2 separate regions of the Mus musculus genome follow, and region 1 is linked to region 2. The links are chromatin contacts, called in public Hi-C maps. All regions are on one chromosome and are shown on one strand. Each heading gives the region's core, a stretch centred on a gene start, on an enhancer-like site or on the middle of the called end of the contact. The rest is flanking DNA. Distances are from core to core; before and after follow the strand shown. Region 1 has its middle 46 kb from the start of Rxfp1. Region 2 overlaps Rxfp1 (relaxin/insulin-like family peptide receptor 1).

Region 1 (4,695 bases), core at 547-3,046, 110 kb before region 2:
AATGGCCAGCCAGGCCACACCTCCTCAGCCTTCACAGTCTTCCAAAACAGTGTCACCAGCTGGGGACCGAGTGCTCAAACACGTGAGCCCGTCAAACTTTACCTCTTGATTTGGCTCAGTCTTTCCGTTCCACTCCAGAACCCAGGATGGAGAAACTATCAGGCTGGAAACTGCTAGCAGGATGGCCATCTTGCTTCACATTACATTTGCACCCCATGGTCTTAGAGGTAGAAGCCCTTTGCGTTTGGAACCTAAGAGAGAACATAGCTAACCTCCAGTTTTCCTGTAACCTACAGTAGACGTTTAGTAATCGGGATGCATTGTAGCTGCATGTTCTGTAATTTGTTTTAAACAAAAGCAAAGTCTATTACTTCTCATAAGAATCGCCCCCTCCCCGACCAGGAGCCCGGCATGGTGGCATACACTTATAACCCCAAGTAACTGAGAGGCTGAGACTGGAAGAGCAAATTCAAGGCATATATAACTTCCTGAATATATAGCTTCTCAAGTGCTGTTAAAACTCTAAAACCTAAAAGAGATGGGTTATAGCTCAGTGGCAAAGCACTTGCTGGTATGTTTGAAGGTCCGAGTTCGATCAAAGTAGCACAAAAACATTTTTAAAAATCAATCCCCAGAGAGTTTCCTTTGTAGGGCTGCTGGGTGCAGCGACCCAACCAAGTCATCAAAGTCCCACTGACTTCCTTCTCTCTGCTGTCTTCATTTCACGCACTCTCAAGCCCACCCTACCCCATGTGCCCCAGACAACTGTGTAGGATCCAGGAAGCAGGTCTTCCATAGGGCAACAGCCAACAAATGACATGAGCCACCCGGAATATAGCTCCCTTTTAAAATGTAAAACTCCCTGCTCCCTCTGCCCACTTTCCTCAAGTCTCCTTGAGACAACTTGAGTCATGTGACCTACACTAAGCCATCATGTGACCTGCATTAAGCCGACCTCAAAAAAATAAAGCATTTCTGCTGCATATATTTGAGGACAACACCCATCCCGTTTAGAGCGGAGATTGTAAGAAACACTCAATTTACACGGATGATTCTTTCCTTGAGTAATAATAATAATAATAATAATAATAATAATAATAATAATAATAATAATGGTCAACTCAATAAGCAAATGATCATGGCATATGTCCCAAGTGAAAAGCTTGGCACTAAAAGAAGCAAACAATAAAACTCAACACAGTCCTTTCCTCAGGATTCGTCATAGCTAGTGGAGAACAAGACACTGCCCCAAGTATTTGATTTGGACCTGGGACAGGCACTAAGGTGCATCTTTTACATATCAAAGCAGATATGACCTCCAGTTTCTTCCAGCATCCTTCAGTCCCTACCTGGCATACCCTACCCCCAGTCCTGAACTTTCCAGCCCAGTGATTGGGTTGTTCTTCCCCCAGCCTCTCCTCCAGAGTTTTGGTGGCCCTCCCCATCTTCCTCCCCCTTCTCCCTTTCTGTCTCCCCACCCCCCCCCCCAACACACACACCTGCCCATCTCCTCTCTCTCTGCACTCTTTCTTTTTCTTCCCCCTCTCCCATCTTTCTCTCTTACCCTGGCAACTTCCCTGGCCTCCTTCCTTGGAGCCAGTGAACTCACCAGCCCCTACCCCGCCCCCAGCAGCTTCCCAGTAAACCCGCATTTAGCATTTTCTAATCTGGCTTGAACTGGCTCATTTCAACAGCAGAGAAATAACAACAAGCTGCGTGAACGTGACTTAGCGGCCACCTTGGGCACTGACGCGGAGAGATTCACCTCGGTTGTAACACATTTCAGCCCTTCCCTCACAGGGCTGCCGCACTTTACAGCCACCGTGTGGCTCAGACACATCCCCAAGCCCAGCTCGGTCTTACTGGGGGCAACCTGCACTTTGAGAATGTTCCCAAATGGTTCTGGAACCTCTTGTCTATTTCTGGAAAATGACAAATGACCAGACTTGTTTTTTAAAAGTGACTCTTCTCTGGAAATAGAAGCTTCGGGTTTTGCTGCCAACTCCAGACAGATAATTTACAAGCCCGCGCTCTAAAAGAATCAGAAGCAAGCAAAAAGGCACAGAAGTCTCTGCGGGCTGGACTTGAAGGACCTGCTTACACAGGGCAGTTCTGGTCCCCCCACCCCACCCTCCATTCCAAGTCTGTGCCACAAGCTACATACTTTAGGGTACTTTAAGTGTCCTCGTTCTGAATCTACAGCTGGATCAAAGAGTGTCTTATGACCGTCCTGTGTCATAGTTCTTTCCCAACACTCTTAGGAAGATCAAACACTGATGATAAATTTCAGTGGATACTGCCATAAAAATCACTTTATTTCCATCTCTGGTTAAATCAAAGCAGGGTCACTGAGCAGGTGGTGTCTAGCCTTGTCATCTCTCTGCTGACACTAACCAGGAGGAGATAAAGGGCGCCTGGGAACTCTTGAGCCAAAGATGAAAGCGCTGTGTGCTCCTCCGCCAGCTGTTGTGTACCCTGGATCTCCTACCTCACTCCTCTCGCTGCAGACTGGCAAGAGCTGGCTGTAGCCACTGTTCTCCCCTCCCCCACCTCTGAAAACACTCAGGACCAAAAAAAAAAAAATCTTAAGCTACTCATTATTGTTTAATTTGAATAATTGGTTTTTATTGTGATTTTAAAATGTAAAAAAATTATAAAACGTAAAAGTAAAAAAAAAGTAAAAAAAAAAATACTCAGAAACTCCTTGATGTATATTTCCAGAACTTTCTGTGCATCAAAACAGAGCTACAATACACATATCGTTTTAATCAAAAGACCATGTTACAGTTCCACACACTAGATATATTTCATTCAGTATCATTTTCCATGGCTACATGATATTACATTATTTAGCTACATATTAATTTAACAAATTGACGTTATCTTCTTAGCTATAGATATATTATGTCCATTGTTCTTGTTAAAGCAACATTTTAAAGAATGTCTTCTATTTGTTAACATTTTTACTTTTTAAGGAAATGTACTTTAAAATGCCATATCCCTATACGTTTTTCTAAAAAGTACATTTTCTAAAATAAAAAAAAAAGACAATCAGACAAGCTTATGTCACTTGTCATATTAAATATAATATAAATGTCACCTGGGCCTTGGGATGTAGCTATATTTCATGATTGTAGTTCTTTGGGTGTTGTTGTTGTTGTCATTGCTGTCGTTGTTACGACAGAGTCTCTCTATATAGCCCTGGCTCTCCTAAAAGTCACTCTGTAGACCAGGTTGGCCTTGAACGTACAGAAATTGGCTTGCTTCTACCTGTTGAGTGCTGGGATTTAAGACATGCATGGCCACGCCTGGCTGATTGATAGTTTATAAGTGACATATTTCCAACAGCTCATTGAGACTGGTTTTAAGTGGGCTTATACACGTGTGCTTAGAAAAGCGTTAAACTGTCAAACAAGAACAGAAAATATAAAGCAACAGCAAAGGGAAGCAGCCGGGCGCTGGCCTTGCTATCACAAAAGCCAGAGAAGAAGTGTTGGAGGAGGAGATTCATGTGGCCTGACATTTTCTTTGGGTCCTGGGGATTCAGAAGGGAATCTTGGGTACCTGTGTGTGAAGACACTGAGAAATCTGTTCATCCACATTTTTTTTTCTTTCTAAAGCTAAGGGTGTGTGATATTAAGTATATTTTAAGTAAAAAAAAAAAAAAAAAAAAAAAAAAAGCCTTTGTAGAAAAACCTAATGCAGTCTAGACATAGGCTTTTGACCTAATTTCATACAAGTGTCCACCACGCAGGAGCTAATTTTACCATACCCACCTGTGACTTTCTTCCAACATCCCTTCATTCAACTGTACACGGGACAGAACCTAAGATGGACTCCAGGACTGTTGAGGATCAATATTGACTTCAAGTCTTTGCATTTGTTCAATGCCCACACAATCATGAACTTCCGCTCCAGAAACAAAGATATGGGCAAATAGATCCTCGTATCTCTGTCACAGAGTGTATCACGAGCTGCCTTGACCATATAACATCCGGGTGTGGTTTGGGATAAACAGAAGTTGCCAACTCAGAAGCCCACAGCTGTCATTCAATGTGAACAGGGACTGCTCTGAACAGCCACAAACTAAAGATGTTTTTCTTAAAGCATCCTTTATGTCCGTAGGACATATATCTGAATATCATTCACCTGCCTTTATTCTGCAGGAAATACAATGAAGAATTCATGTGCACACTATGTCTGCCCCATGCCCTACTGTTTTTGTTGTTGTGAGAATGAACTGAGGGCTTTGTGCATGCTACGCAAGAAGCAAACCAGTGGGTTCCACCCCGCAGCCCCTTTCTCTCTCTGTTCAAGCCCTGACTTAGTGAAGACTCAAGCTGAGGTCCAGTGATGATGAGAAGTTAAGGAAGGAGTGATCGTTTCTAACTCAAAGCAAATATTCCTAGGAAAATGACATCTGGTTAAGTTTTGTTTTGTTTTTCTGCTTAGTATTTGCTGATATCAAGCAATTTACCCTTTCAACCCTAATATCTTAGCACATAGTTTTTCCTTAATGTGTCTTATTTTTACAGTTTTAAATGTTTTCTTTAAATTAGATAACAGTAAATTCTAGCCACATGAGTACACATTGGCTTTTCTATTTTACAGTTTTGAAAACAGAACAAACTCATAGGAAAAAAAACTATCGATGTAGAACTTTCTTCTCCCTCTACTCATTCATGTTAAAGTGTG
Region 2 (5,071 bases), core at 2,025-4,524:
TAATAGAAGAACCTGTGATTGCCGTGGTTATGTTGTAGAGCAGTGGTTCTCACCCTTCTTGATGCCGTAACCCATTACTACAGTTCCTCGTGTTGTGGTGACTTCCAAGATTAAAGTTATTTAGTTGCTACTTCATAACTGTAATTTTGCTACTGTTACGAATCATAACATAAATTTCTGATGTGTGACCCACAGGTTGAGAACTACTACTGTAAAGAGCTATCAGAACTATTTTATAAACTACAGCCAACAAAAACAATAAATCTTACAAATGTGTTGTTATTCAGTAATTTATGACGGGGTGAAAAGACACAAATATGTCTGTCCATGTTTCTGACATCATGTGCTCATGACAGACATAATTCTTCAGTTTTATCTTCTGATAGCAAAATAAAAAGAAAGGCATAATCCTCAAGAGGCCAAGGTCCTGCCTTATGTTGTCAGAGATTTGTCTGTCTTTCTGATAGTTTAAACTGTGTAATAAACTTGGTGTTTTTTTTTTTTAATAATAAATAGATGGAACCAGAGGGAATCCAAATGAAAAATTAGTTCATAAAAATAAACTATTCTAAAGTGCCAGATATTTTAAAAGATTTATTTCGTGTTCGAAAATAAAACTCCAATGACAATCTATTTTTCAGAATTTCTCAGCTTAAAAAAAAATGCTTTTCAGGGCAACTCCCTGAATCCTCCGATGCCCAAAGACTCTTCCTGATATCTAGCTCCCCCTGGTGGCCACATATTTAGATGGCATCGGTATCAGTTCTATAGCATTTAGATACACAAAAACATTTTGGTGTTTGTTTGTTTGTTTGTTTGTTTGTGAGTGCTTTACCTGCATGTCTATCTGTGCACCATGTGCAAGCCTTGTGCCTGTGCAGGCCAGAAGAAGGCTTTGGATTCATTGGAACTGGAATTACAGATGGTTGTGAGCCACATTGTAGATGCTGGGAATGGACCCTGGGTTTTCTGGGAGAGCAGCTAATGCTCTCAACTGTTGAGCCATCTCTCCATCCCCTGCTTGTGTTTTGAAACAAGTCTCACTGTGAAGATCCAGCTGGCCTAGAACTAAGAGAAGTCCTCCTGCCTCCGTATCCCAAGTACTCGAATTATAGGCATGAGCCTTTGAATTTTTGCAAATCACTTCAAACAACAATCCAAAGAGCCTAACGACAAAACCTTCTGCCCGGTTTCTAGAGGCACACCTTGGCTCCATATACAGACAGTGCAATCTGCTGCTTACTAGACGCTCACTACAGGTGAAAACACAACACTCCATCTTCAAGTCTCCCTGTGTATCAGGAAATAGGATGTGTTACCTTTCACGTGACCGGGCCACCACATGTCACGGGAAAGAATCAATTCCGTAGCTGCGTTTTTCTGGTGGAATCAGGGGGATGCCTGTGAATCAAACTAACTGAAGTCCGTTCACATTGCTTTCTCTCTTTTACTGCTAACAAGTCATATATAAATGTGAGACAGTCTCCAGAACGATAGTAATGTGGATTCCAGACCCACCATCTTTGCTTCATCGTCCCTCGCAACCACAGGGCTGCAACATTGCGCACGGGTGCACGGAACGGGAGAGCTTAGCCCTGGGTCCTGTTCCTTCTAATATGCAGTCATGTATGGAGTCCAAACGTCCAGGGCGACTCGAGGTCACTCTGTAAGCCTGTGTGACGTTCCAGTCTAGTTCACTGGCCGTTTAAACCCCTTACGGGTTGTCTCAATGGCTTTTGAGACCAAGGTTTACGGTGTCAGATTACTCAGACTCAATTCGATTTACTAGGATTTGGGGTTGCTTTGCGATAAGATTTGTGGTATCATATGTCACAAATACTTTTTTGTCTGTTTCTATGTGAGCACTTATAAATCTGAATATGTAACAGGAAAATGTAAAAGCCTGGATTTTAGGCCCATGTGATCAGTGCGTGCTTTTCTCTGCATTAGTTCTTGTCTAGAAAATTAATTCTAAATAACCACTTTAGCTCCTATTGGTGTAGCTTTACAACTTCAAAGTTTTGCAGTTGTTTTACTAATTGAGAATTTCATGCAATATATTTTTATCATATTCATCCCACAGATCCACCCCTGCCTCCATATCTCTCCCAGCTATGTGACTTCTTTCTGTGTTTTTTTTTAATGACCCACTGAGTCTAATTTGTGTTGCCCGTAAACTTGGGGTGGGGGAGGGGTCATCCACTGGAGCAGAGTTAACCTACCAGAGCCCACACTTGTAAAGAAAACTGGATCTTCCCTCCCATTGGGAACCATCTCTTGCCAGTACCTTACCAGCTAAGGGCAGGGGTTCATGACCCCCTCACTTCTCCTCCCCAATGCTAAAACATTGACTGGCTTGCTTTTGTTCAGAGCATTGGCTTCCCTGAGCTCATGAGCAGTGGTTCTGTCAAGTACAGAGCACACTCTGTCTTCAAGACACTCCAGAAGAGGGCATCAGATTTCATTACAGATGGTTGTGAGCCACCATGTGGTTGCTGAGATTTGAACTCGACCATGTGGTTGCTGAGATTTGAACTCGGGACCTTCGGAAGAGCAGTCGACGCTCTTAACCACTGAGCCATCTCGCCAGCCCCGGCTCTTACAGTCTTTGTACCTCCTCCTCCACAACGGTCCCTGGGCCTTAGACTGGGCTGTGGCAGAGACGTCCCAGTTAGCCGAACGCTCCATGACACATGTTCTCTGCACTTGGATCAGTTTTGAGAATCCACTGCACAAGGAAACCTCCTCCCTGGTGAGGTCTGACAGCTGCACTAACCTGAGCAGAGAAACAGGCACGGAGGGCAGCTTGATATTATTTCCATGTATAGCTTCAACTTGCAAATAAACACCGACCCAAGCACACAAGAATTTAACAGCAAAATGCCAGTTTGGGCCAGTTATCCCACTGTCTCTCCCTTTCCACTCAGGTCAATTTCTAATTCCAGTAAAATGCATTTAAGGAGGTTTACCAGCGGTGCCAGGGACAAGGCTGTTGGCACACGCGTGTGCCACCATCACCTCCGATTACATGTGCCAGGGTCTTTTATCTTGTGAAGCTGACACTAGTGTATTGTTTTCTTTCTGACTACTCTTGGTCACAGGTGCCTGCAAAACAATAGGATTCACTCCGTGAGCGTCTCTGCCTTCAGAGGACTGCGCAGCCTCACTAAACTGTAAGTTTGGTGGCTAAACGGCTCCCTGCACCATCAGCATTCCAGGCTAGTCCAGTCCAGTCCAAACCAGTTCTCCTGGTCAGGAGAGAGGCAGGGGACCTGCAAGTAGTGCTGAAGAGACAGTGTGGCAGGAGGGCTGGGAGCATGGGATTGGGGGCACACTGTGTTCCAGCTAAGCCTTGATGTCACTAGGCAGGGAGTAGCCTTGGGCACCGGCTCCCTCTACTTTCCTGTGATAGTGGCGACTCCCGGCTGTTATGGGAATAGATTTTAAAAACACCCAGGGCAGGCAGAGTTTCCAGTTGAGTGACAACTAGATTTCCCCATGTTCTGTGCCACTGGTGTGGTATCTGCAGCAACAGGGTGTTAGTGTCCAATTGTGGAACCTACCTAATAGCATTGCCAATAGCTTCTAGTGTTTGCTGTTGTCTATGGAACCTCTCTGGCCAAAGTCCCCCCAAAATATATCTCATTCCTGGTACGGGGAGCGAGGGTCGGGGGACATGGTAGTGTATGATGTCTCCTGAAGGCATCGTTATCCTCCACCGTGTGGTGACTCCATTCAAACTCTTTTTATGTCTACACTTTAGAAAGTTTCTACAGTAACATGGATTTCCAAAGGACCTTTGGAGTTAGTTACTCCCCCACACACACACTCCCTCCTGTACCTTGACCTCCATCCCCACCCCCCTACTCCTCCTACCCTCCCATCTCCACCCCTTCACTCACTGAGTTCTAGTTTCTCCATTACTCCTTTATAGCACTATCTTCTACACTCCTTCCTCCACACCATTTTAATCTCACACAACAACACTGAAGAGTTCTAGTTGTTCTTGCCCTTGCCGGCACCTTCGCCGCCCCACCCCTGCCCTCGCCCCCCCAGACCCCACCCCCTCAGTGTTACCATCACCCTCTCCCTCCCCCTCACCCCCTGGCCCCAACCCCCACCCCTACTCTCCCCCTCAGCCTTGCCATCACCCTTGATCCACCCCCACCCCCAGCTGCCGCCCTCACCCTCAGCCTTACCATCACCCTCTCTCTCACTCTCATCCTTTCCTTGCTTGGATGGTGTCTGAGTTAGGGTTTTACTGCTGTGAACAGACACCATGACCAAGGCAAGTCTTATAAAAAACAACATTTAATTGGGGCTGGCTTACAGGTTCAGAGGTTCAGTCCATTATCATCAAGGTGGGAGCATGGCAGTATCCAGGCTGTCATGGAGCAGGCAGAGCTGAGAGTTCTATGTCTTCATCCAAAGGCTGCTAGTGGAAGATTGACTTCCAGGCAACTAGGGTGAGGATCTTATACCCACACCCACAGTGACACACCCATTCCAACCAGGTGACACCTATTCCAACAAGGCCACACCTTCAGATGGTGCCACTCCATGGTCCAAGGATATACAAACCATCACAGATAGTTTGTTTTGATACTAACTATCCAAATGGGTATGAAGTTGAGTATCGTGGTGGAAAAGGAAAGCCATCTTTTTTCCTTTTAAATTCTGTGTACATGGATGGTTTGCTTGCATGTGTGTCTGTGCCCCGTGTACACTGAGTGCCCAAGAGTGTCAGAAAACAGGATCAAATCCCCTAGACTCTCAAGGCAAGGTGGAAGTCCGAATCCACATGAACTACCATGTGCATGCAGAGAATCGAAACCAGGACCTCTGGAAGAGCAAGCAGCAAATGCTCTCAATCACTGAGCCATCTCTCCAGCCCAGGGAACACTTTTTTTTTTAAGAGACTTTCAAAGTTCCGTGCATCCATCCACATCCTTACAAGCAGCCTCTTACAAATAAGTGTATCTAAAGCTTGCGTGAACCAATGATTCCCTGCCTGCGTCTCATTCTTCCCATTTGCCTTAGGTTTTCTTTGTTCTAGTTGTATTTCATTCTT

Evidence for each region. A called contact is a pair of places that touch in the nucleus more often than the background predicts.
Region 1: a contact with region 2 is called in a Hi-C map of uterus, with 2.9 times the contacts expected there. The contact joins two enhancer-like sites. A contact is called at or near these places in 1 of 39 promoter capture datasets (hippocampal neurons), 18 of 484 Hi-C or Micro-C datasets (the G1E-ER4 cell line, the HPC-7 cell line, the STO cell line and 9 more), 5 of 115 datasets of contacts at active chromatin or transcription factors (astrocytes, embryonic fibroblasts, forebrain and 2 more) and 3 of 9 other capture datasets (adipose tissue, liver and pancreatic islet).

The regions. Positions count from the first base shown.
Region 1 is chr3:79,781,577-79,786,271 of GRCm38.p6, reverse strand. No RefSeq gene overlaps it. Among named protein-coding and RNA genes, the nearest start is that of Rxfp1, 46 kb to the right of the region's middle. Within about 2 kb of position 1,796, at least 22 of the 459 cell types and tissues checked have an H3K27ac peak or open chromatin away from gene starts, as enhancers often do. A contact at or near this core is called in uterus, where this site is marked.
Region 2 is chr3:79,668,949-79,674,019 of GRCm38.p6, reverse strand. Rxfp1 (relaxin/insulin-like family peptide receptor 1) reads left to right here. Exons shown (of 18, transcript NM_212452.2): 6 at 3,102-3,173. Among named protein-coding and RNA genes, the nearest start is that of 4930579G24Rik, 42 kb to the right of the region's middle. Within about 2 kb of position 3,274, at least 3 of the 459 cell types and tissues checked have an H3K27ac peak or open chromatin away from gene starts, as enhancers often do. A contact at or near this core is called in uterus, where this site is marked.